Regions from separate parts of the Macaca mulatta genome. Here region 1 is linked to region 2. A link is a contact called in public Hi-C data. All regions are on one chromosome and are shown on one strand. The core of a region is the stretch at or near the end of the contact, and the rest is flanking DNA. Distances in the headings are between cores, read along the strand shown.

Evidence for each region. Hi-C and Micro-C count contacts between places; a contact is called where the count stands out from the background.
Region 1: a contact with region 2 is called in a Hi-C map of fetal cortex germinal zone, with 2.8 times the contacts expected there. The contact joins the promoter of HINT1 here to the promoter of CHSY3 in region 2. A contact is called at or near these places in 2 of 14 Hi-C or Micro-C datasets (fetal cortex germinal zone and fetal cortical plate).

Annotation. Positions count from the first base shown.
Region 1 is chr6:140,089,330-140,095,269 of T2T-MMU8v2.0, reverse strand. It overlaps HINT1 (histidine triad nucleotide binding protein 1), which reads left to right and starts at 3,269. Exons shown (of 3, transcript NM_001258104.1): 1 at 3,269-3,436; 2 at 5,847-5,940. The coding sequence starts at 3,326.
Region 2 is chr6:138,823,972-138,829,235 of T2T-MMU8v2.0, reverse strand. CHSY3 (chondroitin sulfate synthase 3) reads right to left here and starts at 3,786. Exons shown (of 3, transcript XM_001099447.5): 1 at 2,632-3,786; 2 at 1-171. The coding sequence starts at 3,433.

The sequences.
Region 1 (5,940 bases), core at 2,020-4,519, 1.3 Mb before region 2:
GGCTCCTTCCATTTTCTTTTTCTTTTCTTTTTCCTTTTTTCTTGTTTTTTTTTTTTTCTTTTTGAGAAGGCATCTCCTACTGTTGCCCAGGCTGGAGTGTAGTGGCGCGATCTCGGCTCACTGCAAGATCCGCCTCCCGGATTCACGCCATTTTCCTGCCTCAGCTTCCCCGAGTACCTGGGACCATAGGCGCACGCCACCACGCCCGGCGAATTTTTTGTATTTTTAGTAAAGGTGGGGTTTCACCGTGTTAGCCAGGATGGTCTCAATCTCCTGACCTCGTGATCCGCCCGCCTTGGCCTCCCAAAGTGCGGGGATTACAGGCGTGAGCCATCATGCCCGGCCCAACTCTTTCCATTTTCAAAGCCAATAATGGAGCTTGTTTTTTTTTTTTTTTTTTTTTTTTTTTTTTTGAAACAGAGTCTTGCCCTGTTGACCAGGCTGCAATGGCGCTATCTCGGGTCACTGCAACCTCCGCCTCCCGGGTTCAAACGATTCTCCTGCCTCAGCCTCCCTAGTAGCTGGGATTACAGGCAGCTGCCACCACGCCCAGCCATTTTTGGTACTTTTAGTAGAGACAGGGTTTCACCATGTTGGCCAGGCTGGTCTCAAACGCCTTACCTCATGATCGCCCACCTCAGCCTCCCCAAGTGCCGGGATTACAGTCGTAAGCCACCACACCCGGCCGAGCATTTTCAAATCTCAGATTCTCACCTGTGCCTCTGTGGTCACATCTTCTCTTACTCTCACTCTTCTGTGTCTCTCACTTACAAGGGCCGTTGTGATGACTTTGGGTTCACCTAGATAATGCAGGAACCTCCCTATTCCAAGATCCTTAACTTAATCACATCTACAAAATCCCACTTACCATGTAAAGTAACATTCACAGGCTCCAGGGATTAGGACATGGGCATCTTCTGCCTAGCACACTGAGTTTGTGTGATGCCAGTCAATAAGGTTGAAATGGAAAGAAATGAGGTAGAAGCAGCAGCAATGGGCCTGATCACACAGAACCCTATAAGCCAAGGTAAGGATGTTGGATTTTATTCTGTGATGGTATACACTAGCATATTACCAGCAGGAGAGTGCTACTATGATTTATATTTTATAAAGATCATTTTGGGTGCTGTGTGGCAAATTAACTACGATGGAAGCAGAGAGGTTATCCAACCAGGAGCCTTTCAAAGTACTCCAGGAAAGAGATGTTAGCAGCTTGGATTAGAGTAGTGGAAGCAGAGGAGGTAAGTGATTAGATTCTAAGTGATGTGTGTTGAAAGTACAGAGAGAAGATTTAAGGATGATTTCAACGCTTTTGGCTGGAGTAATTGGATGAATTGCTCACCCAACTGCAGATATAGAATCCTGCAAAAGGAGGTTTTGGTTTGTTTGTTGTGGAGGCAGTCAAAATAAAATCGCAGTGCCTGGTAGCCATCTAAGTGGAGGTGGTCAATAAGCTGTAATGTATGTCACAGACCAGTCTGGAATTAAGGGAAGGGGTAGGTCAAGAGACAAATACTTCAGAGTCAGTACTCTACAGATGGTAAGGCCTTCAGATGGAATGAAAGCTGACCATATTTTTATTATCCAAACCAGCACACATTTTAACTTTTTATTTTGACAATTTCAGACACAAAAAAGTTGCAAGAATAATACACAGAATTTGCATATGCCTTTCAATCAGATTCTCCAAATGTTAACATTTTATTGTAACTGCTTTATCCTTTTCTATTTCTCTACTTACCTATAGACAGACACTTTTTCTCTGAACTATTTGAAAGTAAGTTGCAGACATGACACCCATAGCCTTACATACTTCAGTGGGGTTTTCCTACAAAGACATTCCCTTCTATCAGTAGTTCTTAAAGTATGGTTCCCAGGCTAGCAGCAACTGTTATCACCTGGAAAGTTAGAAACCTAACTCGTAGGGCCCCACCCCAGACCAACTGATTTTGACAATTTTTCTGTGGTTATGAAAGGAAATTAACATCACTTCAAAACTATTATCTAACTTATAGGCATTATTTAGATTTTACCAATTGTCCCAGTAATGTCTTTGATAGCAAAAGTACCAAATGAACACATTTGAGATTAAAGGGAACCACATTCAATAATTTTGCCAAGACAGAGTAGTCGTGTAATCATAAAAGGCAGTTGTGCTCACACCTGTAATCCCAGCACTTTGGGAGGCTGAGGCGGGTGGATCACCTGAGGTCAGAAGTTTGAGAACAGCCTGGCCAGCATGAGGAAACCCTGTCTCTACTAAAAATACAAAAATTAGCCGGGTGTGGTGGTGCGTGCCTGTAGTCCCAGCGACTTTGGGAGGCTGAGGCATGAGAATCACTTGAACCCGGGAGGCAGCAGTTGCAATGAAACGAGATTGTGCCACTGCAGTCGAGCCTGGGCGACACAGCAAGAATCTATCTTAAAAAAAAAAAAAGGTACTGAGGAGGTATACTTTTTCTTAATACGTACACTTAGAGGTCTAGTATGATAACTGGAGTTGTCTATAGTATTTTATAAATGGATGTCCTTAGTGACCTTGACAAGAGGGAAATGGACACAAAAATGAAAGAAAGCAGACACGGTATGTAGAAAACTTTTTTAAAAGGAGCAAAGATATGAGGGGGATGTGGTAATTAAGGAAGGTTTTGTTTTTTTAAGGTGGGTCATTTTATTAATACATTATGTTGATTGCTGCCGGGAAAAATTCCTTGAAGAGCAGTCTAGGGAGGTTTACAAACTACTGATGCCTGGAGCTCATCTCCAAAGATTCTTATTTAATGGATCTGGGGTGCAGCCAGGTTCACGGGGATTTTCAGAAGCTCCCCAAGTGATCTTAATGTGTAGTCAAGATTGAGAACCACTGGTAGAGAGAGAAAAAAATCTGAAGAGAGGACTTAAAATCTGCTGCAGCAGCAAGACCTTAAATAATCTAAGTGCTAAATTGCAGCCAGCACCACTTGAATTGTCAAATCTTGTCAGTTACAGTATCCAACTTTCCCTACAAGCGTCCATAGGCAGACGAAGGGTTTATACCAGTAACTCCATTCCCCAGGAGACAAGAAAGGAGGCTAGAAAAACGACTTAGCAATCTCCTTGGAGCTCAAGACCAGGAACTTCCCCCTGCCCGTCCCTGCCGCAGTTCCTGCGGAGCTCCGGCATGCTGGCCGCTCTCGCAGCCCCGGTCGCCAGTGCGCACGCGCAGGATTCACTGGGGCGCAGGCACCGGCGCAGGCTTGGCTGCGCCCTCTCGCGCCGCACGCTCCGCGGGTTCCTCCCTCCTTTCGAGCCTCTACCCTGGCCGCCGCGCGGGAGAGAGGCCGAGATGGCAGATGAGATTGCCAAGGCTCAGGTCGCTCGGCCTGGTGGCGACACGATCTTCGGGAAGATCATCCGCAAGGAAATACCAGCCAAAATCATTTTTGAGGATGACCAGGTAGGTACCGTGAACCACCTCGCTCGCCTGCTGAGGTGGGGTATCGTCCCCGGATCCTCGGGTTTCTCGCGGAGGGACAGGAGGGGTCGCGAGTGCAGCGGCGATGGCAGGGGACCTGGCCGCCCTGGCCCAGTGGGCCCCCAGCCAGGGGACAGGGCCCGGGCACTCCGAGGCGGCCTGCCGGCGCGTGCCGGCGCTCCGGTTACTCGTTATCTGCCCCGGGCGCGGGCCAGGCCGCCGGGCGTCCTGGGTGCGGCACCGCGGGGCCTGGGCGCGTGTCGGAGCGCACTGAGGCCCCCGCGTGGAAGCCCGCCGGCTCCCCGGCTGCCTCCGACCTCGCCTGTATCAGGAATCTCGAAATCTCGCCAGCGCTCTGCCTGACAGAGAGAAACCCGATCGCGCCCTGACTCATGCCCAATCTCCGCGATCTCCCGCGCACAGCCGGCCTGCCAGGGCCGGCCGTTCCTGGGCGCTGCTCGGCATGGCATTGTGCTCCAGGGCCTCGGGGCGCGGGGAGGTGCGCGGACCGGCTGGGCCTGCCGGCCTCCTCCGCGGTGTGCGGTTTGCCACCTCACCGCTACCCCATCCCTGTCTCCACCCCAAGCCGTACCCTGGGCTGGCGAGGCGATCTCCTGAGAGAAGAAGTGGGCCCGCGTCTGGGATTTGCTTTCGGTTGACCTCTCCCGCTGAACGTGTCGGGCCTACAAACAGCTGAATGATTCCTTTTATATTCAACAGGAAGTAATTTTAAGCCAAGAGACTGAGACTGTAGTTTTTGTTGACTTCTTGTAGGTGAAATCCCATGTGACTTTGAGATATATTGTGTAAATTATTTAGTGGACAGTTGTATTTTTGGGATTGGATCTCAGATAAAGCTGGGCAGATTGGATGATTTAGATAGAACAATTTTGTAAACAGTTTTGTTAAATTTAGGAAATATGAAATATAAGAAAAACATTTATTCTACTAGTGTCGTTTAGTTAGATTCAAAACGTTATCAAAGATTTAATTAGGTTCTTCCAGGCGAATTTTTAAAAAAAACTTTGTCTCTACTCAGGGGTAATTCTTTGGTTTTAGAAAAAATATTTCTTTTTAAAGTTTGCAGTTGCCTTTGAGAAATGGTTGTTGAAAAATTTACATTTGAACCACCGAAGTCCAACTGTATAACAGCAGGAAGCAGTCTAAATGAATCAGCATTTTGTAGGGAGTACCCAGTAGAATTACTCCTGAGACAAATAAGTGTGGATGGGTTTTATTAAAACAGTTTTCACTTCAGCAGTGAGCAAGAGATACAAAAAAAGATATTAATGTCGTGCGTCTATTTACAGACACTGTGTTAAATAGTCTAAATGCCGAAGAGTATGTATCATATATGTACTCTTCAGTTTTACACAAAAGGATAGGTATATTTCTTAAATAGTTGAGTAGAGTGAGAATAGATATTAATCAAATAGCAGACAAATACGTAGTTAAAAAACTGATTGCTATCATAAAGAAAAAACACACACACACACACACACAGGAAATTGCACAACTAGGACTCTGACCTGGGAGTAATGGGACGGGGAGGGGAATCAGAGGTTTTTTTCTGTTTTTTTTCTTTTTTCTTCCAGAAATCATATATGTGCTGGGAATGGAATGGCGGGATGACTAGCAGTTTAAGTTAGAAGTTGGGGTTTGGAGGGGGAGAGGATCACTGAAAAAGCTTTGAGGGCGGACAGCTCAGAAGGACAGTTCCACGTGAAGAGTTGCAGGAGATCTGGAGAGGCAGACAAGGATTAGCATGGCCAATTTCTATGCATTCATTGGCTCCCAGTTTAAATGTCACTGCAGAGTTGTTGTCCCTAAACAATCTAAATCAGGCTTTTCCTGTAATAATCATTCATATTATCCTTTACTTTTTAACATGTATGACCTTTGGTGATTATACCTGTATTTAAAGTTGGTCTTCCCATAAGACTTCCATGGAGTCTGGGTGCAGTTTGGGAGGCCAAGGCGGATGGATCACCTGAGGTCAGGAGTTTGAGACCAGCCTGGATAACATGGTGAAACCCTGTCTGTACAAAACCACAAAAAGTAACTGGGCATGATGGCACATGCCTGTAATCCCAGCTACTTGGGAGGCTGAGGCAAGAGAATCGCCTGAACCCAGGAGGCGGAGGTTGCAGTAAGCTGAGATCTTGCCATTGCACTCCAGCCTGGGTGACAGTGAGACTACATCTCAAAAACAAAAAAACAAAAAAACTTCCATGGAAAGGATCACGGCACCATTCGTAATGTGTACACTTCTGTTTTCTTAGCATCTAGTGCTCCCCATGTAGTTACTGTTCAGTAAATATTTGTTGAAATAAGTTTTATCCTACCAATATACTAAAAGTTTGATTTATTTATTTCTTTCCCTTTTCCCTAGTGCCTTGCTTTCCACGACATTTCCCCTCAAGCACCAACACATTTTCTGGTGATACCCAAGAAACATATATCCCAGATTTCTGCAGCAGAAGATG
Region 2 (5,264 bases), core at 2,537-5,036:
TCCTCCTGAGAACTTCTCGGCTAAAGATCATGCCAGGTCCTCCCATACAGAAGTTCTCCCCAGGCTCCAGTCCCAGCTTTCCAAGCTCTTCAATATTCCCCAGGCCAGTCTGCCCCAGGTAGAGAGGCTTACTGCTGTTTAGTGATCTAAGAAACTCTTCTAACTTATCACCTACAAAAAGAAAGGCAACAATTACTATGTCTCCTTATTTCATAATCACTTATAATGTACAAGGTAAGGGGCAGAACTTTAAACATTGTGCTTAAACTCCTCAGTCTTACACAATTGAACAGAAGAAAAAACCTCTTCCAATATTCTATTATTTTGAAAACACTAATTCATATTTATTAATTAAAACATATTAAAATTATATCAGCTTCTTAAGGTCACTGAAAAACCTTAACAGCTCTGACAAACACCAATTTTCTGTAAAAGGTGAAATAATAACAAGGAAAGTAAAGACAGGTTTCTCAGTATATTTGAAGTAACAAAAAGTTCCCAGGAATATAAAATAATATTAAATAATGGTATTTAGCATTGTTTTGGCTGACTGTTGACACCTAATAATTATTTTTTACTCATAATTGGTTTAGTTCAGTGTTTTGCCATTAATTAAACTTCAGTCATATACAACCCACACAGTTTTGGAGGGTGTTTGAATCAAACCTGTCTTGAAATTTAATTTGAGAAGGCACCTTTTTAGAAAAAAAAGTTTGCCAAAAATTAGTGTAATTGGTTTCACTTGTAGTTTGTAAGTTCAGGAAAAAAACTTTTAAAAATAAAAATTTGCAGGTAAAACAGTTCAGAAGCACTTGGTATTCTAAGTGATACACTGGAATAAGTAGAGAGTCACCTTCTTCATACTCCCAGTCAGCATCTTTACTGCCATTTTTGATGAGCACAGCATCTGCAGTCATTATCTTGATCCCATGCCTTGCCCCTTGTATCTCAATGAGTTTCAGCTATTATTGGGTTCTTAATACAAAATACATTTCATTCTTAATAGAAATTGAAATAATATGTCATTTTAATGTTCTGAAGGACAATCTTTCAAAGCATTAAAACAAATGAAAGAAGTAGGTGCTGTTGATGCATTTTATAAATTCTCTGCAAAGTGTGGCAAACTTCTGCTAGGAAACCTTTGAAATTTTGACACATCCAAGACAAGGAACTTAAAGTAGAGGACGCTTTTTTCTTTGAGTCAATCCTAAATATCACTGTTAAAAATGTCATGGGACCATTCTTTATTTTTGTATCCAATTATCAGTACTTTTTATTCCAATCAGCTCTAGAGTGACTTCCCTCCTTCCAATCCAAACCCAAGAGATCTCTAGTTATTATGATTACACTAATTCCTTGTGCCAAAATGTGACAGTTAGGGTTTATTGTTTGGCTTTTTGTTTGTTTTTCTTGCATTGTGTGAAAAGTACTATCTGAATCAGGAGAAAGCAGCAAGGCTTTCTCCTGATTCGGATAGAGTCAAGGCATAAAATAAGGAAGGGCTGCCCCCCTTTGACCAAGAAGCTAGGAAATGTGGAAAGCTCAGAGAAACCTCATTCAGTACAACCCTGCTGCTTCCCTTGCGTTCCTCCCCATCTCTGCAACTGGCTGGACTGGAAAGATTCACTTCCCTGACCTAAAGAACTTTGATCCGCTGAGTTTAGAAATTCTCTGTCCAGAGCCGCCCACATTCCGGGAAGAAGACCGCGCCTCTTTTAAACTGACAAAAAAGTTTTTTCTTGCTGTGGCTGCCTGTGGTTCTGGGAAGAACTTCCAGCCTCTGCTTATCACCGCGGCCACCAAAATGCACTGGAAAGGAACCAGTACTAGTGTGTGCTAGTACAGTCTGCTGTTCCCGGGGTCTGGCTTATCAGTGGGTGCTTTCCTCTTCTTCCCCACCACTAATTCCTTACAATATGCCCATCCTCTCAGGGTTTTATTGAGGTGTGGCGGGGGATGGGAGACGGCTTGGTGCTGCACTGTAGTGGCTGAAAAGAGCAGCGTGCTAGGGCGGTGGGGATGGCCAGGGACTCCCAGTGTGTGGAGAGTTGAGCCAAAGGGAAGGGAACACGTAGGAAAGGGTCCCGGACAGCGAAGATGATTCCTCAATCTGAGCAGTTCCAAAAGTGCGCTAGATCCAGTTTAAACAAAAGAGCAAGATTCAAAGCAAGAACACTGGATCTCCAAACTGGTTGTAGCCAGCATCCTCCGTCTTCCCTTCCTGCACCAAAGACCACGCCCCTCTGGACCGATTGGGGAAACTACCATCAGCAGGGGCTTTCAGAGGAGGGCAGAGTGGGAATGGCCTTTGGTTTAGCTCTACGGTCCCTTTTCTAACCTCTCCCACACGGTAAAGACTGAGGGACAAGAGCGAGGCGGCACCGAAAACAGCAAGTGAGGAAGGCGAATAAAGCCAGGCAGGTGTGAGAAGGGTCCAGATTGCAGAAGAGGAGGAACTGGCTACGAATTATGGGCGGATGCAAGGGGTGGGGAGGGCGGGCCAGGGCCTGTGGGAGCCGGGAGCACGTGCTGGCAGAGAAGCAGCGGAGGGGCTGGGCAGGGGCTAGGGCCGGTTACAGAGAAAGGAGTTGGGGAGGCGGACAGGCTGGAAAGCCGGCGCAGGGAGGTCACCTTTGATGTAGACATCGTCGTCGGCGCGCATGAACCACTCATACTTGTCCAGGTAGTGGTCGTGCATGTACTTGATCATCATGAAGGACTTTTTCTGGGGAGGATAGGAGTCGTCCACACCCGGCAGCGCGATGACAGGCAGGGGTGGCGGGGGCTGGCCGGCGTTGGGGGGCTGCTGGCTGGAAAAGAACTCCACGCGGCCGGGGATGAAACGCGCCCAGGTCCGCTGCGCGGCCAGCGCGCGGCTGCCCAGGTACTTCTGCGCGGTCATCACCCCCACGTATAGGAAGTCCCGGGGTCGGGCGCTCGGGGCGGCAGCACCCCCGTCCCCGCTGCCGTTGTGGCTACTCCCTGGCCGGCCGCCTCTCCGCTGCCCAGCCGCGCCCCTGTCCTCCTCCTCGGGTTGCCCCTCGGCCGCTGGAGCACCGGGAAGCCCTGTCGCACCCTCAGGCTCGCGTCCTCGCCGCCGCTGCTGCAGCAGAGGTGGCTGCTGCCAGGGGCTACTTCGAAAACTGGTGATTCCGGGGGCTGCCTCGGGCAGCGGTGGCCCCTGGAGCTCCTGGCGCGCGGGGGGCGGTGACTGCTCCTGCCGTGGCCGGGACTGGAGCTGGAGGAGCGGCTGCTGAGCGCCGGCGCCGGGGCCAGCCGCGGAGCGACCGTAGTAGGAGCAGAGGCTGGAGCCGCGTCTCTTCCTCTCGCTCAGCTCCGCCACCCTGGGGGCGATGAGCCAGGACGCGGCGGTGAAGCCCAGTACCAGCCCTAATGCCACGCTCATCCACGGGCGGCGGGAGCGCACAGCCATCGCGGCTGCCCCGGGCGCGGACGCTCGCTGGGCTGCTGCGGCGGGGCACGCGGGTTCCCCGGCTCACACCCGCCCCTCCTCCGCCTTTGCGCCCCCAGCCCCGGCCGCAGCCCGCCGCCTAGGCGCCGACACCGGCTGGAGGTCGGAGCGCCGCGGACGCCTCGATTGCCGCGGGCTGCAGCTGCCTGCCAGGCTCTCGCTCGGCTCTGGGCCGGGGCTCCGAGCGAGGGTCGGGAGTGAAACTTCTCCCGGCGGCGACGGTGGCGGCGGCGGCGGCAGCGAGAGGAGCTGCAGGAGGAGGAGGAGCAGCGGCGGCGGCAACGCGTCCGCTCCTAGGCTGCCACCCTGTCACTGGCGCGCCTGGGCCCTCCCTCCTCTCTTCTTCCCGAGCCCCCGCCCTCGCTCCCGCCTCCCGCTCCCCCCGCCGCCGGGCTCCGAGCTGGCCCGGAGGGGGAGCCGCAGGCGGCACCGCTGCCAGCCGGAGGGAAGCGCGGGCCGCGGTATTTCCCCGTCACCCGCCCTTGGACGGCCCCCGTCCGCGCCTCAGTCCAGAGCCGGCCTCCTCTCCGGAAGGAAACGATCCCTGTCGGGCCGCCTCCGGCTTGCAGCGCCGACGCCCCCTCTTCCCTCCTCCCCCAGCTCTTGCTCTTCGTCCCATTTCCCGTCCCATCCCGCCCCTCCGCTGGCCTCCCGACACTCGTGTCTGGGGGCTCTACTGGCCTCCTCCCGGCGCCTAGGCTCCGCTGACCTCATCGGCGGAGCTCGGGTCCGGGAGCCCCCACTAAGTTCGTTGCTGTCCCTCCGGGCTCTCCTCCCCCGGCCCACAGCCGGGTACGTCCTGGCGTGACCCTTCCCACTCTGCCCCGCCCCGGGTCTGCCAGGGCGCCACTCTTCGCGTTTTTCCGTCCTTTCCACGTTGTTCTTACCGCTGCCCCTCCGCGCCTTCTCTCTCTACTCGGTCATTTGTCAGGAAACCCAACGTCCCATCCCAGCACCTCTCCTCCCAGCCTAACTTCCCTCCTACCTGCATCCTCCACCAGCTCTCCTCAGTCCATCACAGAAGTACCATTGTCGTTTGGAGTCTCTCCTAAGAAAATCTCTGAGGGATTGGAAATACTTACCCTGAAAGGCTGAGGGAGATGATGGTGACTGGGGGTTCAATCCCCAAAGAACGTAAAAATCCCATGTCCACCTGTTGACTTGGAAAACCTGAGGCTGCCTAATGGTCTCCCCCTCGGCTCTCCTGATGATAGCTGTTCTAGAAATGAGAACCATGGTCTATTTTCAGTCTTGGTAGAAGATTGGCTCAGTGAGACTGTCAAATAGTGGAGAAAGGGGCATACATTCACAGGGCCAATACCCTGAAGATCCAAAGGGAAGAAAGTCTTACCCCCACAAAATAAGTGAACTTAATCAAAAAATAAAATGGAAGATACGATTTTTATTCTTGCCTATGAACCGTTTTATTTTCTAAGGCAAAGACAGGAAAATTTTACCTCTCCAATGAGGGAGGAAAGTTCTCCAGCAACAGAATCTCAAAAAAAGTTAAGCTGTATTGGCCAAAATCATTGTGACTTAGTTACGTTAGGAAGAAATTACCTGAAGGTATATGACATTTTGAAGAAGGGAGCATTAACAAATTTCTCTCTAAAGGTTGTGCATAAAGCTATAGTCTGGGGTGCTTTTGGCATTCCAAGCCCGCCCTTCTCTTCAAATTTCAGTCTTCTGTTTTAGACATCAAACGCAAGGGGATGGTATTGAATGGCATTAGACATAATGGCTCGATCCAGCGAGGTGCTGGCAGCGTCCCTGGAACACTAGGCCTGCCTGG